Regions from separate parts of the Mus musculus genome. Here regions 2, 3, 4, 5, 6 and 7 are each linked to region 1. The links are chromatin contacts, called in public HiChIP or PLAC-seq, Micro-C and promoter capture Hi-C maps. All regions are on one chromosome and are shown on one strand. Each heading gives the region's core, a stretch centred on a gene start, on an enhancer-like site or on the middle of the called end of the contact. The rest is flanking DNA. Distances are from core to core; before and after follow the strand shown. Region 1 holds the start of Tfdp2 (transcription factor Dp 2). Region 2 holds the start of Slc25a36 (solute carrier family 25, member 36). Region 3 holds the start of C430002N11Rik (RIKEN cDNA C430002N11 gene). Region 4 holds the start of Zbtb38 (zinc finger and BTB domain containing 38). Region 5 holds the start of Paqr9 (progestin and adipoQ receptor family member IX). Region 6 holds the start of Pxylp1 (2-phosphoxylose phosphatase 1). Region 7 has its middle 35 kb from the start of C430002N11Rik.

What was found. Promoter capture Hi-C pulls out the DNA fragments that hold promoters and counts their contacts. Hi-C and Micro-C count contacts between places; a contact is called where the count stands out from the background. HiChIP or PLAC-seq counts read pairs in DNA pulled down with a chosen protein or histone mark. Capture Hi-C pulls out chosen DNA fragments and counts their contacts.
Region 2: a FOXA1 HiChIP or PLAC-seq map of pancreatic cancer cells shows a contact between it and region 1. The contact joins the promoter of Slc25a36 here to the promoter of Tfdp2 in region 1.
Region 3: a contact with region 1 is called in a promoter capture Hi-C map of pre-B cells, with 4 times the contacts expected there. The contact joins the promoter of C430002N11Rik here to the promoter of Tfdp2 in region 1. A contact is called at or near these places in 2 of 39 promoter capture datasets (cranial neural crest and pre-B cells) and 1 of 115 datasets of contacts at active chromatin or transcription factors (pancreatic cancer cells).
Region 4: a promoter capture Hi-C map of adipose tissue shows a contact between it and region 1. The contact joins the promoter of Zbtb38 here to the promoter of Tfdp2 in region 1. A contact is called at or near these places in 7 of 39 promoter capture datasets (the 3T3-L1 cell line, the C10 cell line, hippocampal neurons and 3 more), 1 of 115 datasets of contacts at active chromatin or transcription factors (embryonic forebrain) and 3 of 9 other capture datasets (adipose tissue, liver and macrophages).
Region 5: a contact with region 1 is called in a promoter capture Hi-C map of erythroid cells, with 25 times the contacts expected there. The contact joins the promoter of Paqr9 here to the promoter of Tfdp2 in region 1. A contact is called at or near these places in 1 of 39 promoter capture datasets (erythroid cells) and 1 of 115 datasets of contacts at active chromatin or transcription factors (astrocytes).
Region 6: a contact with region 1 is called in a Micro-C map of embryonic stem cells, with 3 times the contacts expected there. The contact joins the promoter of Pxylp1 here to the promoter of Tfdp2 in region 1. A contact is called at or near these places in 2 of 39 promoter capture datasets (the C10 cell line and pre-B cells), 1 of 15 datasets of contacts at CTCF or cohesin (the NIH/3T3 cell line), 1 of 484 Hi-C or Micro-C datasets (embryonic stem cells), 3 of 115 datasets of contacts at active chromatin or transcription factors (the SCID.adh cell line, large pre-B cells and memory CD8 T cells) and 1 of 9 other capture datasets (liver).
Region 7: a contact with region 1 is called in an H3K27ac HiChIP or PLAC-seq map of T-cell acute lymphoblastic leukemia, with 6 times the contacts expected there. The contact joins the enhancer-like site here to the promoter of Tfdp2 in region 1. A contact is called at or near these places in 8 of 39 promoter capture datasets (the 3T3-L1 cell line, the HPC-7 cell line, cranial neural crest and 3 more) and 5 of 115 datasets of contacts at active chromatin or transcription factors (T-cell acute lymphoblastic leukemia, bone marrow-derived macrophages, embryonic stem cells and 2 more).

What each region holds. Positions count from the first base shown.
Region 1 is chr9:96,194,906-96,197,605 of GRCm38.p6, forward strand. It overlaps Tfdp2 (transcription factor Dp 2), which reads left to right and starts at 1,370. Exons shown (of 13, transcript NM_001184706.1): 1 at 1,370-1,655.
Region 2 is chr9:97,109,621-97,112,320 of GRCm38.p6, forward strand. It overlaps Slc25a36 (solute carrier family 25, member 36), which reads right to left and starts at 1,421. Exons shown (of 7, transcript NM_138756.4): 1 at 1,291-1,421. The coding sequence starts at 1,331.
Region 3 is chr9:96,764,179-96,766,878 of GRCm38.p6, forward strand. C430002N11Rik (RIKEN cDNA C430002N11 gene) reads left to right here and starts at 1,384. Exons shown (of 5, transcript NR_102296.1): 1 at 1,384-1,500.
Region 4 is chr9:96,718,470-96,721,169 of GRCm38.p6, forward strand. Zbtb38 (zinc finger and BTB domain containing 38) reads right to left here and starts at 1,381. Exons shown (of 3, transcript NM_001359959.1): 1 at 1,317-1,381.
Region 5 is chr9:95,558,267-95,560,966 of GRCm38.p6, forward strand. Paqr9 (progestin and adipoQ receptor family member IX) reads left to right here and starts at 1,368. Exons shown (of 1, transcript NM_198414.3): 1 at 1,368-2,700. The coding sequence starts at 1,693.
Region 6 is chr9:96,888,167-96,890,866 of GRCm38.p6, forward strand. Pxylp1 (2-phosphoxylose phosphatase 1) reads right to left here and starts at 1,308. Exons shown (of 6, transcript NM_001289647.1): 1 at 1,193-1,308.
Region 7 is chr9:96,798,954-96,801,653 of GRCm38.p6, forward strand. No RefSeq gene overlaps it. Among named protein-coding and RNA genes, the nearest start is that of C430002N11Rik, 35 kb to the left of the region's middle. Within about 2 kb of position 1,383, at least 61 of the 459 cell types and tissues checked have an H3K27ac peak or open chromatin away from gene starts, as enhancers often do. A contact at or near this core is called in the HPC-7 cell line, T-cell acute lymphoblastic leukemia, bone marrow-derived macrophages and 2 more, where this site is marked.

The sequences.
Region 1 (2,700 bases), core at 120-2,619:
TTTTACCCATAACAATTGTCTAGAAATAGTCTCCAAATCTTCCAAAGAGAAAGCCAAGGGTGTTTGCTCTTGGCTTCCTCACCTCATTATGCATTTTTTCTGTCTGCTTGCCTTAGTTTCTACCTATGTACATCATCATTTTTTGAGAAAGGATCTCACTGTTATCTATCTATCTATCTATCTATCTATCTATCTATCTATCTAATGTTTTTGAGAAAGGATCTCATGTAGACTCAGTTGGTCTAAACTCCCGACTCTGCCACCCAGACCATGAGCTGACACTCTGGGGCTGGTATTTACATCAATAGCCCCCTCTCAGAGTTGTTTCCCTTATCACACCACTGAATTTTTTTTTAAAGAACTTTAAGAAGCATCTTTCCTACCTCACTGGAACATAAGCTCAATTATGCCAAGAATTTTTGTCTCTTTTGTACACACAGCCCTAGCATCATAAATAGTATTTGGCTCATAGAGCTATGAGGAAATTAAAATGAAAAAGATCAAAGTATTTTAAAGTCGGATTTTCTTATCTTACTTCCAAACGTCCACATTAGCTACAGTTCATACAGGATCCATGCACTTGAAAGGGGGAAACACCTTTTTTTGGAGGGGTGGGGGCAGGGTCAAAGTGTCTAGCCCTGGCTGGCTCAGAACTCACTGTGTTGACTAGGCTGGCCTTAGACTTAAAGAGATATGCTAGTGTCTGCCTCAGGAGTGCTGGGGTTAAAGACATGAGCCACTAAGCCAACCTGAATTTCTTAATAAATGACTGGGTATTTGAGAGTGTGTGCCTCCAACTTTTTCGGTTCAACTTCGAAATTAAGGCATCTGGCCTTAATTTATTGCTACACTTTCCCAGGAATTGAAGCATGACCAACCTCCACAGTGGTCCACGTGTGGCCTCAGGGTCACTTATCCCTCTGCCTTCCGAGTGTTCCTGGAGCAGTGGCCCATCAGAGGTCTATGGTCCAGATGTAAGGACCTAGTTCCGGTTTCTTTCCGAGAGATGGGATGGAAAAGAGAACCATACTTTAGAGCTGAGAGAAGCGAGGTGGTGGGTGGAGGTGAGGAGAGGGGCTGATGTGGTGGAGGGGGAAGGGCGAGCCTGGCTGCCCTCTAGGTGGCAGGGGTCCAGCGGCAGGCAGAGCCTCAGGGCGGCCCCTAGCGGAGAGTGGCTTTGGAGGTCAAAAGACCAGGGCAGGCTCCCGCAAGCCCGCCGCCCACCTCCGCCTCTGGCCCTGGGGGCGAGCCTGGGGGCGGGTTTTGTTTACTCCCTACACGCACTGCGGCCCGGCCAATCCGTGGAGAGCGTCGGCGCGCGTCATGCCAGCCGAGGGCCAATCGGCGCTCACCGTGCTGCTCCGCCGCCAAAGCGAGCGCGGGGGAAGCGGCGCCGCCGCGGCCGTGTCGCTGAGGGCGGACGGCGTCGGGCGCGCTGGGCTGTGCGGCCGTCGCTGCCTGGCACGCGGGGCGCGCCTTGACCCTTCCTGCACTGCAGGCTTCCGACGCGCGCGAAGACCGCGGCTGCGCGGCCGGGAGCTTGCTCCGAGCGGACCTGGCTCTGCCTGAGGAGCGGCGGCTCGCGAAGAAGCGTCTCCCCGGGAGTGGGCCGAGGGCTGTGTGGACCGGCGGCGGCCCCTCTGCACCAAGCTGCGGTAAGGTCCCGGAAAGGGCGCGGGCCTGCGCGCCAGGGGCCTTTGGACCGGGCGTGGCCCCCCGCCGGCCGGCTCTCCCCTGCCCTGTCCCGGGAGTCTCAGCTTGTCCTCAGGATTTCTCTGCAGCGGGGCCAAGCAACCCTGGAATACCTGATGAGGCTCCGGAGCCCGCGGGCTCGCCATCACCCGGGATCAGGAAGGGCAAGGGCTGACTTGGGCTTCTCACTCAGATCTTCTGACTTTCCCTCCTCCCTTCGTGATCCACCATCCTCCAGTCTGTTTCTGCGGGGTGCTTTTGCAGAGTTCCAAAGCTCTCCCTACCTGGAAGACCCCCAGGTTCCCCCAAGAGAACTTTTCCTTTCAAGTAGAGGTTACTTTCTCGGCCCAAGTTCTGGGAGGAATTCTGCACAAGGCCCTGGTTGCTGTGCACAGAGCAGCGGGAAAGTGACTGTGGGCTCCGCCGAGAGGTGGCACAGTGAAGTGCGTGGACACTCACTCGCCCGTGTTCCGGTGCTTTGTGTGGGCTCAGTTTGTTCATCTGTGAGCCACATCTGCCTATGCGAGGACGGGGAGGGTGTTGGGAGAGAGAAAAGGGCTAATCTCCGGAATGCACTTGAAACAAAGCTCACTTCTACTAAATGCATAACGTAACCCTGGATGCTGGAGGAGACTCTGGACCCCATGTTGTTTCACCTTTTCGGCTGAAATCGTTACCAGGCTTGTAGCCTGGCCTAGCAAAATGTTTACTTTGCATTCTTTTTCCATAGCATTCGTTGAAAGTACCTTTGAGCCTTTGGCGACTTCTGTCTTTCCTCCTTTCATCTCAAGGGGCTCCAACCCCTTATCCTGCCTCCTCTAGGCCAGCAGTTCTCAACCTTCCTAATGCTGTGACCTGACCCCAACCATAAAAGCATTTTGTTGCTACTTCATAACTGTAATTTTGCTACTGTTATGAATTGCAATGTAAATATTTAGGTTTTCCGATGGTCTTAGGCAAGAACGACTCCCTTTAGAAAGGGGTCATGACCCACAGGTTAGAAAACAC
Region 2 (2,700 bases), core at 171-2,670, 910 kb after region 1:
AGACAGGCGGATTTCTGAGTTCGAGGCCAGCCTGGTCTACAGAGTCAGTTCCTGGACAGCCAGGGCTACACAGAGAAACCCTGTCTCGAAAAACAAAAACAAAACAACAGAAAAAAAAATGTTCTAAGGGCCCGAGGATGGAGCCCAGTGGCAGAGAACTTGACTAGCAGGTGCCAAGTACAGGTACTGCAGAAATTAAATTAGCCCTTTACTGGCAGGAAGCATTTTAGAAACACAAAAGGCAAACTGCTCCTCATAAAATTAGTAGTTGCTTTAATGGCAGAATAGTGGACCGTTCAAAATTGGTGAATCATAAATGTTGAATGAAATGTGTGACAACAATGTAAAGTACTGTCATATTGGCAACAGAATCTCCACACATTAACTCAAAGCAAACAACCATGCAAAGAATGCATACATATATGTATGTATCCCTTAAAGTGGCTGATCCAAGAATCAAACCACCAAACTTTAAAATACTACTTTATTCTGTTATATAGGTTAAAAAGTTAATTCACCATAGCGATTTTTTGTGACAACTTTATAGTCTTGCAGGTAAAAGTCTTAACGTTGCTCTATTATTTCTCTAAATAACTGGGAAGGAACATATCGAATGGAGGAACAAACTTGGCTCAGCAAAATGGCTGTAGCTGGGGGATCAGCAAACCAGACTTCGGGCTCCACACTAATCCTGTACACATATATAATGATTTCATTTAGTAGTCGCCTTCTCTCAAACCATCCATACCCCTTCTCCAAAGCAGGCAGTGCTGAAGGGTCGGGGGGGGGGGGGAGGGGGTTGCCTTCCCATCTCAAGAAAAGAAAAGAAAAGAAAAGAAAAGAAAAGAAAAGAAAAGAAAAGAAAAGAAAGAGAGATTGATTGATTTCAAAGTCACTGCCACTTTTGCACCATCTCCCGCAAACCGGGGCAGGCAAGGGAGAGAAAATTTTCCGAAGCTGGAAATAACCTCTGCGCACCGCGGGCGAGCACTGCAACGCCTTCCCCGCCGGCTACGACGCCGGCCAGCAGCAAAGGCGCAGCGGCGGCCGGAAACAAGGTCGCCCGCGAACGTGGGCAACGTGAGGCCCAGTCGTGCGGGACGGGGAGGCCGAGCCTGCTCCCATTTTGTCGCCATGGCCGAGCCTCCTCCGCGAGGTCCGGGTCCGTGTGCCTCCGCTGTCGCGCAGTACCGGACGAGCTAGGCCGCGACTCACGCCCTGCCCCCGCCCAGGCTCGGCGTGGCCTTCGCAGGCCCGTGGCCTCCAGCCCGCGCGCCCCAGCGACCTTACCCCCCGGCAAACAGATGCACCAGCGTGTCCCTCTGGCTCATTCTCTCTTCTGCATGTCCTCCGGGAGTAGAGGCGGGACGCGGACCCAGCAGGCCGCCACGGCCAGCGGCGAGGGCCAAGAAGGGGGACGCAAGGGAGTGGGCGGAGCCGCCGCTGCGGAAGGCCACCCGCGAACCCACCCCACGGGGTTCCTGCTCCAGCGAGCTCCGTCGGACTGCGCAGTGAGAGTCGTGAGGAGTCGGAGGTCCCTACATAAACAGAAGCTCCTATTGGCTTAGGCCGCGTGACGTCACGAGGTTCGCACGCCTCTTTCACGTGATCGCCCAGGGGGCTCTTCAATGAAGGGCCGTGGGGCAGGACGGGAATGCTTGCTGGTGCGTAGTGGGTCGGCTCGCACTCTCATCCGATGCGCTGATCAGCAGGTCGCTCAGCCCTCGCCACTTAACCTGCGCTGGCCGGCTCTTGACGATCTAGGATAAAACCCTAGCGGCCCAGGGCCACAGCAAGTTTTTGGGTTTAGAACTGAGCCTTTCTGTTTCCCCGTGTTTGCCTTGGAAATCACTTGTGCGAATATACTCGCTTGCACTCTCACAAACAGCACGGCATTAAACATGATCATTAAACATAAGCGTTAAATTGGGATCTGTTGTGGAGTGGCGAGATAAATCGGGTTTTTTTGGTTTTTTTTTTTTGTTTGTTTTTTGTTTTTTGGTCAGGAAAGAGATGCAAAATCTCACTTTGAGACCAACCCTGGCTGCTCTCTGGGGCTTGCCCTCCAACTCAGAGACCTGTGCAAGCCTTAGACTCCCAAGTGAAGGGATTAAAGGCGGTCCACACTCTGTGGAACATTCCTGAGATGGAATGCTGACGGAGAATTCCTGACAGGTCTAAGGTAGAGTCACATGAGGGAAAAGTGTTCAATAAAAGGCAAGTAGATTAAAATGTGAAGGTTTACTACAGGAATAAACCAGCTACTTATTTTACTAATCAACACATTTCTTACATGTATATGTTGGACTAGGGAAAGTTTTCTTTCTCTAGAAAATGGCCATTATTTCAATTTTTTGTTAACTGCTTATTTGCAAGGTACAGATGAATCGTCAAAATAAAATAAATAGATATCAATATGCTAATCACACAGAAGGAACAGAAATATATCTCATTATTTCTTTCTCTTCATCCCCCTCCCCCATAAAACTGCCCTTCCATTTGCAGGGGCCCCATCACCCTTTCCAGCCCACATGAAATTTTCCAGAGCCACTTACGGGCACAACTTGACAAAATTCTAACTGCTTTAGCTCTCTCCGTGTTGTCCGGCAACTAAATTCCTACAAAACGTACAGACTGCAAATGTCCATGCCACTGTAAAGGACTGAGTGTGTAAATTACTTAAAGCATTTCAGCAGTGCA
Region 3 (2,700 bases), core at 134-2,633, 570 kb after region 1:
GACAGATGTGAGGCAGATGTACACAAACAGCCATAACTTGAACATGGTTTGTTTGTTTGTTTGTTTGTTTGTTTTCTTTCCTTCTCCTGCTTCCTCCTCTCCCCACCACCTCGTCTTTTGGGGAAACTGATACTGGTTGTTCGGGGAGGTGACTTTTTTTTTTTTTTGTAGATTTCTTACCGTGTCAACTTTCGCATTTGGTTAGTAACAAGACAGATGGTCATTTTAGTAAGACATTTCTAGAACTCCTTATCTTTCTGTACCTTCCAGAGTCTGTGGGTTGGAGGAAGTTCTCTGATTTGGCCGAGATAGAGATGCAAACTGGAACAGGGTGGAGGTCAACCCCATGGCAAAGGGTTTAGCATCCCCTGAAAACAGAGAGGTTGAGAATTGGGTTGGAGGCCAAAGGTTGACTTGGATGGAAAGGAAAAAGGAGAGTAAGGAAAGGGAAATTGAGAAGCGAGTGATGGAGGCAGGAAGAGAGATCTAAGCATCCTTGGGAAGCCAGGGAATTGGGGGAAGGACTCTGGCCTATCTGAAGGAAGCCTTGCTGTGTGTCGCATTAGGGGACCCTTTCACCATGGGCCATACGATGCTACTTCTCAAGGTGCTCTGGTGTGAGTGTGTCCTTCAAGGTTTATAGTTCATAGTTGGAATCTTAATCCCCTATGCAGCAGTGTTGGGAAGTGAGGCCTTTGGAAGGTGTTTGAGTAATGAGGGCACAGCCTTCGTGAATGGATCAGTGCTGTTAGGAGAGAACATGAGAAAGGGAATTAGCTCTCTTGCTCCCCTGTCTTCTGCCACACGGAGATACAGAGGTCTCCACACTCTAAAGAAATTCAGGGTTCACGCTACCATCTTGGAAACAAAAAAACTATCCAAAAAATAGCCCTAACCAGTCAGTACCTTGATCTTAGACTCTACAGCCATCAGAACTGTGAGAATCACATTTCTAAATAAGTTGGCATGTCTGCGAAATTCTGTTAGAGCAGCACAAATGGTCTAAGACAAGAGGTCAGATTTTTACATTTTATTTATTTCTTTTCTTTTTTTTTTTTTTTTAATGAAAGCCATTAGTGAGACTGAAGGCAGTTCAGGTTTGGGGGTGTTATGTCCCCTTCTGTTTTACAGTCAGATTATATATCTCTGCATGTTTGACATCTGAGTTCATTGGCCTGAGTATGTCACAGTTAGCTTCAGTTGTTAACCTGACACACGGGAGGAGGGAACCTCAACTGGGGAATTGCCTCCATCAGAGTAGTCTGTGGCCAAGTCTGCAGAGCATTTCTCCTTGATTGCTAATTGGTGTAGGAGGGCTTGGTCCGCTGTGGGCGGTGCCAACACTGGGCGGGTGAGCATGAACTGTATAAGATAGGAGCTGAACAGCCCAGAACACAAGCCAGTAAGCAACACTCCCCAACAGCCTCTGCTTCAGCTCCTGCCTCCAGGCTTCTGCCTTGAGCTCCTGATCTGGCTTTTCTCAGTGATGGACTGTAACCGGTGAGCTGAAGTATACCATTTCCTCTTAACTGTAACCGGTGAGCTGAAGTATACCATTTCCTCTTAAAGTTGCTTTAGAGCATAGTGTTTCTCACAGAAACAGAAAGAAAACTAGGGCTATGGGGGGGGGAGGGGGGAAGGGGTATTATTTTAATGAGTGTAGCAGCGAGTGAGCCTGTTTGGTGTGGCTATTCTTCCACCTAAAGAATGCAGGCTTCATCTACTTTGTTCCTGCAGACCTTCGAGGTAAAGACATTCCCTTTTGTTTATTCCCTGATCTTCCCCCTGTTTCATGTCATGCCTGGAATCCGTTTGGCTTTAAGTTCCTCCTCAGCTCTTCTTACCCATGTGTACCCATCTTCCCTGACACCTCTCCATTGCTCTTCCTCTGCCAGTCTAGGCAAAACCCTTTTTAAGGACTGTTCTTGTCATTCTCACTTTTTAATGCATTTTCTTTTGACCTTGAAGCCCTCCCATTTACCCTTTATTCTAGATACATTCACCTAAACACAGGCTGACTCTCACTTATCCATTTTATAGAGTTTGGTTTTGAGAGTTCCAGTTATCAACTGTGGTTTTTCCCCCCATAATCTACACATACCTTAACTCAGATATTTGTTCATGTATCTCCAAGAGGAGTGGGGTGGTGTGTGTGTGTGTGTGTGTGTGTGTGTGTGTGTGTGTGTGTATCCCCAGATAACCAAGAGATTCCTCTCTTACTCCAATGGGTCTCTGAATGAAATGGCAACCCCTCTGTATTGGCCAGGGTTCTCTAGAGAAACAGAACTAATAGAATGAATGTGGCTTCTACTGATTATAGTCTGTGGTTCATCTAGTCTAACAATGACTGTCTACCAGCATCAAGTCCAAGAGTTCAGTAGATGTTCAGTCCACAAAGTTGGATATTTCAGATGGTCTTAAGTATATGCCAAAATACCAAAGTGTAGGCTCGAAAGCTAGTGGAGGAGCAAATGAGAGCAAAAGTTTCCTTCTTCCATGTCCTCCTCCCTCTCTCTCTATTATCTATCTATCTATCTATCTATCTATCTATCTATCTATCTATCTATCTATCTATCTATCTATCTACCTTTCTTTCTTTCTCTTTCTTTCTTTCTTTCTTTCTTTCTTTCTTTCTTTCTTTCTTTCTTTCTTTTCTTTCTTGCTAGCTAGCTAGCTAGCTAGCTAGCTAGCTAGCTATAT
Region 4 (2,700 bases), core at 131-2,630, 520 kb after region 1:
ACAAAAGTCATTGCCGTTAGTATATGTGAGGTGCCTTTAGGACATCGGGAACTCCACCAAGTGCTCTCAGCGGATGGGTAAATCTCCGTAACACCCCTCAGCTGTAGGGAACAGTTCCCCATTTTACAGCTGCAAACAGTGCCGTGAACCTGTTTCTGGAGGTCACCCTGGGTGAGTGTCGGGATTCAAACCCAGGTTAACATCAGCACAAACCCAGTCTGATTTGGGTGCAAAATCCCCACCACAGAACGCTAAATTGGAGTCTTAAAGGCTTTTTTGACAGTGACCCATTTTATTACAAATGATGTTATATAAGCCAAAGGCTTCATTAAACTATGCTTATCTGTACTGTGTGCAACGGTTACTTTTTCTAGTCTTTTCGCACTATATATTCTAATCTTTTCAAAATTTTCAGCAATGACCCATCAAAGGAATTCTAATGCGTGTTTGGTCCTGGAAAAACACTGGTAGAAGGCCTATCATCCTAGCAGTCAGTCAACCGCTGCAAGTGGCAAGTTCGAAACCAGCTTGGGCTAACCTATTAACCATTCTAGGCTCCTTAACCAGACCCTGTCACAAAACACAAACTCTGCTCTTTGATCTTAGCTACTGTAAGACGCTATAAGTTTCTCTGAAACCACAACAAAACGAGTCTTTCCAGCCACGCGAACCAGAGCAAGCACTTGAGCTTCCCAATTAGGTGAATGCCCTTTAACCTTTCAAATATGCATACGCAACATAAACGGTTATCATTTAGAACCGATCATTACAAGGGTTTTCCAATCAGGCCCAATATCCAGAATGGGAACCAGGCACTTACCCACCGCAAAGCAGGAGTTATAAAGTGGAAGCGCAGACAGATTAAAATCTCAGGTTATTTATCAGCTAACCTGCAAAGAGGTGTCTAAAGGCTGACTGTTGAATTGTCCCAACGGACAGACGGCTGCAGCAAGCAGGAGCAGGAGGCCAAGGCTGCAACCCCTGGAGGCAGGGCCCTGCCTTTGAACATCCGGTTCAATTCCAGGGGCTTGGTGTCGCACTAGGATCTCATCGCGAACGGGTAGGGTCAGGAAGCAGCCCGGGTTTGCGCTTCACCGGAGGGGAGGCGCGACAGTCCCGAGCCCCAGGTGCGCGTCACTCCCCGCTGCCCCCCTGCAGCCGAGCCTGGTGGGGCGGGACGCGGGCACCTGCGGACGCTGGCTGCTCCGTAGGCTCCGCTCCGCTCCGCGTCCGCTGCAGCCCGGCGCGAGCGCTGCCCACCGGCTCCCGCCTCCCCACCTCCACGCCCCGGAGTCGCGCGGACCCCGCGCACTTACGGGGCTCCGCTCCGCCGCCCGCGCGCTTCCCGCGGGGTCCATGGCGCTTCCGGACCTGCGAGTCCGGCCGCAGCGCCGCCCAGAAAATGGACGCCGGCGGCTGGGCCCGGACGCCCCGGTCTGCCCCTGGTGCAGTGCAGGCCGGACGGTCGCTCGACCTCGGGCGCCGACGCGCAGGGCTTCCGGGACGCTGCAGGCCGCGAGGCTCCCGCACCCCCCGGCGCCACTGCGGCAGAGCCAGGCTCGCACAGATGCTGCGCAGCCACCGAGCAGGCCCCGGGCACCCTATGCAGTTTTAACCCGCACCAAATTCTGAGAACAGGGTGTCACCTGTGCTTTCTCATGGCTGTCAGGGGACGCCTGGATTATTTCCCACCATGGTATAAGAACTGTTTCATGCAATGAAAAAAATAAAAGCCACCGACTGCCCGCTGACATCCTTCCCACACAGATTCGCAGTGTGGCACCTACTGCCCCACGCACACCTAAGTGCAGGTGTTTGTTTTGAACCATCCAGCATTGAGTCTTTAGTATTTTTTGTTTGTTTTTAGTTTTTGATTTTGTGTGTGTGTGTGTGTGTGTGTGTGTGTGTGTGTGTCCTTTGGAAAACGACTCGCTCCCTGGCAAAACCTTAAGGTTTTGAAAAAGGGTATTTTCCTGGAATACAGTACTTGCCATTTATGCACCCCAGTTCCTTGACCAAACATTAAGAATATGATCATTTTGGTGAGCTGAGTAGATTTTTAATACTATATGCAAAGTAAAGCCCCATAAACGATGCAGGAAGAATGGTGTCACTTAAAAAAATGCAGAGTTGTGAAGGCTGACAGGTTGGGCAACGTGCATACACATGTAACGAGCAGTTCCCGACCTTCTCGATGCCAAACACCCTTTTATTCTCTCGCTCCATAGGCCAGTGTTCACAGATTAACTCCACTAAACTGCATGTATTAAGTAATGATTCATCTTCCCCTTAAAAAAAAAGGGAGCTTGAATGTTTTTGTCTACATAACTGCCAATGAGAACTTCCACAAGACCTGATCTAACTTGTTGGCAATGGTAGATACCAGCCTTAAAAAACAAAACTGAAGAAACTCGTGGTCTAATTGCCTGTTTGTGTTTCCATTGAGGCTTTTAGAAACTCTGAAGATGATTTTAAAATTCGGGAAAACTGGTGCACAAAGACTGGGAAGTCTGTAAGCTGTATGGCTGTGGCTGATTCCCTGGGACCGGTGGGAGGTAGCGGGCAAGGTTGGTTGGCCTTCTGGATTCAGCAGGCCTGTGTTGACAGCCTAGGTTTGTTGCTATGTACGGCCACTTCTCTGACCTTCAGCTTTGGTACCTAACATGCAATATGTTTTAGTATTAATGTCTACCTCCTAGG
Region 5 (2,700 bases), core at 118-2,617, 640 kb before region 1:
TGTTCACATTCACCACCTGGGTGTACTCAACATGGCCATGGTGCCTCCATTTTCCTTATCTGCAAAATGGGGGAAAGAGTATCTAAGATATTTTAAAGCTGTAAGACATCAAGTGCCTAACACCTCAAAACTGTATGTATATCTTTGTTATACCAAGGTGAAGACTCCGGTCAGATGAAGCCACACCCGGAGTATCACTGAAAGATGGAACACGGTGAACATTTGAGACGTCACTGGGAGACCCCCATCTTGGAAGTCTAGGTTATGATATTTTTCACACCGCTGCTCATCACAAACCTCTGAACTCTTCAAGTCTCCTTTTCTTCGGGCCCCTTGCCTGAAGAAACTCATACTAGACCTGCCAGGTACTTCTAAGGTTAATTATGCATAGGTTTCTCTAAACCATCGATGCTAAGCCTCTAGGAACCCTCTCAACTCTCTTTTCTGGTTTGTTCTAGAAGACGCCTATAGTCTTCCCTCATCTGCTTCCTCCCGAGGCTCCTGCACAGCTCTGCTTGGGAAACCCTTTTTAATACATTCCCCGGCTCCTTAGAGGCGTTCTGAATCCCCAAACCATCATCTGAAACTGTTCCTGAAAATCCGTTGTCGAGCGCTCCTGAGCTCTTCATCGGATTCCTAGTTAAAGAAGCCACAGAGGAGTAAGCTGGGGCTTCCGAGTTGGTGAGTTGAGCTGAAGACCAGCTTGGGAATTGTCCCTTTAGGTCCCTTTAGACACCACAAAGAGAGAGAGGAGGAGGATAGTGACGCACCTGAATAGGTCCGCTAGAGTAAGGAAATAAACTAGGACTTGACGTGGATTGAGTAGGAGGGCAACACTCACACACACACACAGAGGGGGGCACACACACACTCACACACGGATGACAGACAGCAGAACAGAGAGGCAGGCAGCACCAGCTGTCTGACAACCGCCAAGCTCGGATTCGGACACCGTCTCTAAGCGGGTACCGCAGTGCCCTCCCTGACACCTCCGCAGGTTACAGTTAGAGCATCCCTCCGCCCAGCCCGGCTCCCCGCCCCCCACGAACTCGGGTCCCCAGTGTCCTCTAGAACGCCGGCGTGGCTGTCGCACTTCGAACCCCCTCGCCCACCCTTGCCCACCCTCTCGCCCTGGGCGCCGGCGGCCGCGTCTCTGGCCAGCCTCCGGCCCCGCATCAATCATTAACGCGGCGGCCCGAGCGGTCGCAGCCCGAGAAGGGGGGGATGGTAGGAGACGCAAGACAGGGGACACCTCCATCCCCCCGCCGCGGCGCAGACACCCTAACCCCGGGGGCCCCCGCCCTGCGCGGCGCCGCCCTCCCCCGCCAGCGCCTCGCGCACATCCCGCCTCCCGCCGCCCGCCCCGCGCGCACGATGCCCAGTCACCGCCGCGCCGCCGCCGCCGCCACCACCGCCACCACCGCCGCAGTCAGCCGCGCCACCGCCGCCACCGCAGCGCGGCCGGCCGCGGGCTGAGAGACCCGAGCGTGGCGAGGACGCCGCCGGCAAGCCGCGCGCGCAGCAGCAGCCTCCCGCCCGGTGCGCCGAGCCCCCGGAGCAGCCCGCTTCCAAGCCGAGGCCGCGTAGCCAACCTGCGGCCGCGGTCCCGCGCGCGCGCGCGCGCACAAAGGCTCCGACGGCGCCCGGCGCCCGCGGTGGCCTCGCGCGCGCCCTAGCTAAGCCCGGGGCACCATGCCGCGGCGCCTGCAGCAGCGGGGCGCCGGCGTGAAGGGACCGCCGGCCTCGACCTCCCGGCGCTCGCATCCCGCCTCCGCCTCCGCCCCCCGGAGCCCGCCGGCGGCCACGACCAAGCCGCTGCTGCGCTGGGACGAGGTGCCCGATGACTTCGTGGAGTGCTTCATCCTGTCCGGCTACCGGCGGCTGCCGTGCACCGCGCAAGAGTGCCTGGCCTCGGTGCTGAAGCCCACCAATGAGACGCTCAACTTCTGGACGCACTTCATCCCGCTGCTGCTGTTCCTCAGTAAGTTCTGCCGCCTCTTCTTCCTGGGCGGCAGCGATGTGCCCTTCCACCACCCCTGGCTGCTGCCGCTGTGGTGCTATGCGTCGGGGGTGCTGCTGACCTTCGCCATGAGCTGCACGGCGCACGTGTTCAGCTGCCTGTCGCTGCGCCTGCGCGCCGCCTTCTTCTACCTGGACTACGCTTCCATCAGCTACTATGGCTTCGGCAGCACCGTGGCCTACTACTACTACCTGCTGCCCAGCCTGAGCCTGCTGGACGCCAGGGTCATGACGCCGTATGTGCAGCAGCGCCTGGGCTGGCACGTGGACTGCACCCGCCTCATCGCGGTCTACCGCGCGCTCGTGCTGCCCGTGGCCTTCGTGCTGGCTGTGGCCTGCACCGTGGCTTGCTGTAAGAGCCGCACCGACTGGTGCTCCTACCCGTTCGCCCTGCGCACCTTCGTCTTCGTCATGCCGCTCAGCATGGCCTGCCCCATTATGCTAGAGAGCTGGCTCTTCGACCTGCGAGGCGAGAACCCCACACTCTTCGTGCACTTCTACCGCCGCTACTTCTGGCTGGTGGTGGCCGCCTTCTTCAACGTGAGCAAGATCCCTGAGCGCATCCAGCCGGGTCTCTTCGACATCATTGGCCACAGCCATCAGCTCTTCCACATCTTCACTTTCCTCAGCATCTATGACCAGGTGTACTACGTGGAAGAGGGCCTGCGCCAGTTCCTCCAG
Region 6 (2,700 bases), core at 58-2,557, 690 kb after region 1:
TGCTTTAAATCCTCTTCCCACAGATGTCACCACAGGGCACCAACACCTCTGAGGAGGGGGCTGGTGCCAAGCCCGACCGACAGTTCCAGAGGGTAGGCTGGGCTCATCACTGTCTAGTCCATAGTCAGGGTCCAGCCTGGGACTTGCCGCAAAGAGCAACAAATGTCCCTAAGCCATGGAACTCTCCCAGAGCCCCTCCTTGATCACTCACTCATCCCACATTTCCCTATCCACACCAGATCTGATCCAGATTCCTAACTGGTTTTTACCTGTTGAATGTTTAGGAAGCATCCTTGCCTTTCCACAAAGACACGGGCCCACCCTAGAGGGGACAGTTACGTTCCCAGAGCTGTGGTGAGAGAGTGGGGATGTGGCTCCATTTCCCCAGCATAGCTAAATCTTCCCCGATCCACAGGTACTACTGACAGCCAGTCACAGCAGCAAAGAAAACCTGCTCCATATTTGTGGGTAGCAAAGCCGGCTTCTTTTTAAGAAATCGCAACCTATCCAAGTTCACCAAGCAAAAGCAAGCAAAGAAGTAACCACACTGTCCTAAACAGAACACTGAGCAAGCATAACCTGCACGCGTGAAGTGGCCCTGGGCTGGGCCCAGGGTTCCTGCGCCGCAGGCAGCAGGTAGCTGGCGAAGCACCAGCCCCACCCCCGGGGCAGGCCCTGAAGTTGCAGCCCCTTTTTACCTGGACACTGCAGCTATGGGACAGCCGGGAGAAGGGGGACCCCGGAGCTCAGATTCCCGCTGAGTCGTTCAGCAGGAGCGCCTAGGCAGAATGGGACCCCGCTGGGGTGGCGGCGGGGACCGTAGGAGCAGAGCTGGGAGGGAGAGGCGAGCGGCAGGCAACCAGGAGGAGGTAGGCGTGGGAGGGCTTGAGGGAGAAAAGGGGGTGTGCGGGCAGGCTTCTAGGGTGCAGGGCTGAGAAAGGGGAGACGGATCGGAGGGCAGGGACCCCTCTCCAACGCGGGGAGGGTATGGGGAGAGGTGGCAACTGGGGAGCGCGTAGATAAGGGAAAGAGCTTGGTGGCAGGGCTCACACCCGCTGCTTGGAAGCCCGCCCCTGCCTCCGGATCTTGGCATCGCGGACACCTCTCCGGGGTCGCCCCCCAAGACCCTAGACACAAGCCCGCCTTGCGAGAAGCCTCACAACCGCTGGGACCCGGCGCGCACCACACTCACCGCCTACGGTCCCGGCCTCCGTCGCTGTGCGTAGGGATCTCCACCCGCAGCCAGCTCCTCCTGGCGGGAGTGCAGGCGGCGGTGGCGCGCGCAGGCCGCCAAACTCGGGGTTCCGCAGCGCCCCCTACCGGGACCGCCGGGTCCCTGCCCGGCCCGACGCGCTCAGGGCGCCCTGGAGCTCCGCCCCGCAGGCGGCCGTGCGGGACCAGCAGGCTGCGGCGACCCGCATCCCGGGCCTTGGAGGCACACATGGCCTGGAGTGTCCAAACAGTCATCCAGACAGGCTCCGGTCGCGCCGTCCGGGTCCGGGAAAGCGCGCGCACTCGGAGCGCACAGGGCCTATGCTCCTCCCTATGCCGGACTTAGGACCCGGGAGGGTGCCATGGCCCCAGGACACTGCCCTGGACCCGTCCCAGCCTTGGCTAGGGTGCTTTGTGACTGCGTGCCTAACTCCGCGCCGCGGATCTAGCTGCGGATGTGGGTCCTGCGGTGCCTCGTGGACTCAAAACTGGCATATCCTAGCCACCGTGCCACCTCCACCCAAGCGCCTGTCCCGCGCTTCTCTTCCGGCGCGGGCCACATCCGGCCTGTGTCTACTCTAGACCTGGCAGTAGTTTTGTCCCTAAAGGCCTGCAGGCATCCACCCTTGAGAGGTCGTGGCTGTGTCACGGGGGCGTTTCTGCATGACCCCAGGGCTGCCAGCCAAAGACCCGCGCAGCACTCGTTCTATAAAGCTGTGTTTGTGGGTCTTTTGTTGTTGTTGTTTCAAATGCTGTAAAAAAGGATCTCACCAACCACAATTGTGAGATTGCCTTTGTTGTCAGTTCTGGGACTACAGTGACACCCTTGTGCCTCTCTCAACTGCAAAAGAGGTGCGGTTTTGAGGGTAGCGCATCACTTGATTTTCCCTAACTCATTCGATAGTGACTAAATCAAAACACTTTATATTTTATCCATATTTTTACCTCCAATTTCTCCCCTCAAATCAGCTAGATTCTACTTCCCTAGCCTGCATTCCATTTACCCCCATGGTCCAGCCATCTGGAATGCCTTCTCTGTTCAATGCCTTGATGGCCAGCTGGCACTTGCCTGAGGACACTAGTTACTATCCCTCTCACCCAATTACCCAGGCTCAACACCACCTTCAGCCTGCTTATCCCTTCAGTACTAGCGACAGCTTTCTCCAATACGTGAGCATGAAATCTCACTCCCCGTTAAATTCCTACTTGGGCTGGCCCTCAAGGACCACCACAGTCCAGGCATCCTATCCAACACAGACTCTTCCTTCTCGCCACGGACTCTTGACAGTTCTGCTCTAATTCCAAGTTCCACTCCTTCACAAGTCACACAGGCTGCAGATGACAGACAACTCCATCCACACTAGCCCAAAGCAAAATACATACATACATACATACATACATACATACATACATACATACATACATACATCAGAAAAGGGGGTTAGGGCAGGGCTTGTCAGCTTCAGGCCTGGAACTTGACCCCAGATG
Region 7 (2,700 bases), core at 133-2,632, 600 kb after region 1:
AAATCCAGATGGTTTGCTTCACTCTCTGGCTGCTACAGGCATGTGGATGCGTGTGGTACACAAACGTACAGTCAGATTCTCTCATACATGCACATACAACAACAACAACAACACTTTTTTTTTTGTAACCTAATGCATACTTACCGGCTTGCTCGTCACAGCTTGCTTAGCTTACTCTCTGATAGAACCCAGGATCACCATCCCAAGGATGGAACCATCTAAAATGAGCTGGGCCTTTCCCCCATCAATCACTAATTAAGAAATGTCCCTACAGCTGGGTCCTATGGGGGCATTTTCTCAATTGAGGTACCTGCTTTTTCAGATGACTCTAGCTTGTGTCAAGTTAACATAAAAACTAGCCAGCACATTAGTCCCCAGAAATCCGTGCCTACCTCATCCACACCTAATCCTTGTCTTGTGGAAGAATTCTACTAATGTTGATGTCAGGGTTCAGGAGGCACCCCTTGTTGGCATTTAGCTCTAATCTACTCTGACAGACACAGATGCGTCGACTGGAGCTGCTCCTTCCTATCTATCCACAGATGGCTCCACAGACCCTCGACAGCAAGGAAACAGCCAACTCTCCTAAGACTGGACCAATAGTCCATACCCATACTCCTGTTTCCTAGAGACATGTCGCCCCAAAGTCAGTAGGAAATAGCTAAAGATCACTACGATCCTATTCCTGTTCCACCATTGCCTATTTCTATTTTTTCCTTAATTAAACCAAAATGGGGGAATGTTGGCATTTAGTATAGGCTCTGCCCCATGGTTGCCTGGCAACAGTCAGGTGTGCCTGACTCACTATAAAGGGGGTTGCTTGCCCCCTCCTCACCTTCTTACTCTCCTGTCCCTCTCCACCCTCTCCCCTCTCTCTTCCCGTGCTCATAACTGGACTCTATTCCTCTTCTCTCTCTCTCTCTCTCTCTCTCTCTCTCTCTCTCTCTCTCTCTCTCTCTCTGCCTTTCTCTGACACTAGCCTTTTTCTCAGCTCCCCTCCCCCATACCCTGAATAAACTCTGTTCTATACTATAGAGTGGCATGGTTCCACTGAGGCACCCCCTTCCCCCACGCCTGACTGCACTTCCACCAAACATATTCCTTCTCTCTTTATTTTTTATAAAACACACCACCACAAAAGGGCTTTCATGGTCTTGAACAAGAGCTTGAGCAGAGACACACAATGTAGCAGCAGAGGTTTAAGATACACCTCCATGGGAGGAGGCAGGTCTGACCAAAGGAGAATTCAGTCGTTCACTGCTGCACAAGAAAGGGGTTCTTATGTTAAAATATGGGCTTTTGGGGTCATTGGCACAACACGAGATTTTCAGTGTATGCATTTGATGCCATCTAGAGGTGAGGAACGGATTGATTTTCTTTGCAAATTAGTGACTAACAGGTGGCAGGGGTTGTGGGTGAGGGTGGGGTTGGGAGTGTTGCTGGAATGTCTTGAGGAAGCCACCATATGATAGCCATGAGATTTGTGTCCCCTCTCGGGAGTCTTGGTCTCTTTATTAGAAGAAGTTAGGAATGGCCCTGAGAAGGCTGGGCTGGTTCCATGACAGACTTCAAAGTGACAGTTAAGGAGACAAGGCCTAAGAACTGGGCAAGTTCAGGCAAGCCCAGGCAAGTCAATTACTAATAGAAAAACCCCAGGCTCCAGCCTTCACGCCCCATAATGGTTCTGGAATGCCTAGAGTTAAAGAGAAAGCTCACCTACCCCAGAATTCCTCAGCAAATGCCTAGAGATATTGTTAGCATCCTGTCTAAGCTCCACCCCACAGTTACCTGGCAACAGCCAGGTAGGTCTGACCCACTATAAGAGGGGCTGCTTGCCTCTCTCTCTCTCTCTCTCTCTCTCTCTCTCTCTCTCTCTCTCTCTCTCTCTCTTTCTCTCTCTCTCTCCTCTCTCTCTATCTCTCTATCTCTCTCTTGTTCTCTTCCCTTCTTGCTCCCTCTAGGTCCCCTCACCCTTTTCCCCTTCTCTTCACCATTCCCTTCCCCCTCTCTCCATGTGCTCATGACTGGCTTCTCTTCTTTCTCTCTTCTCTCTTCTCTCTTCTCTCTCTCTCTCTCTCTCTCTCTCTCTCTCTCTCTCTCTCTCTGCCTCTACTACCCTCTTAACTCCCCTCCTCATACTCTGAATAAACTCTATTCTATACTATACTGTCATGTGGCTGGTCCCTCATGGGGAAGGGATGCCTGCTGAGATGTCCCCCTCCCCCATACCTCACCACACCCCCACAGAGCATACCCCTTCTCTCTTTATCTTCTTATAAACACATCAGATATAGCAAGATAAAGCTCATTTGTCCTGGAATTTCAGTGTGCTTTAAATCGAGCCTGGGAGCTCACTTGGTTGTCTGTCTGGTAATGGGAGACCCCAGCATGCTGGACTTCCGCAGAATAAAACACTCTTTGCGTTTACATACTATTTGAGTCCCGGAAAGGGAAGCTTGAGGGTAATTTATTAGAGTTTGAAAAGAAAAAGTCCCAGGCAGGCAGGCATAACTCTGGCAGCTGCCTATCTGGAGAAAAATGAAGACAATGGGGTAAGAAGTTACGCCAGCGTGGCAGTCAACTCAGGCAGGCAGTCCCACGGTGGAAGCCAGCGTGGGGGTCAGTCACAGGCAAGTAGGCAATCACATGGCCGGGAAGGGAGTTATAGAGAAAGAATAGGGGTGTCCAAAGTACCAGGGA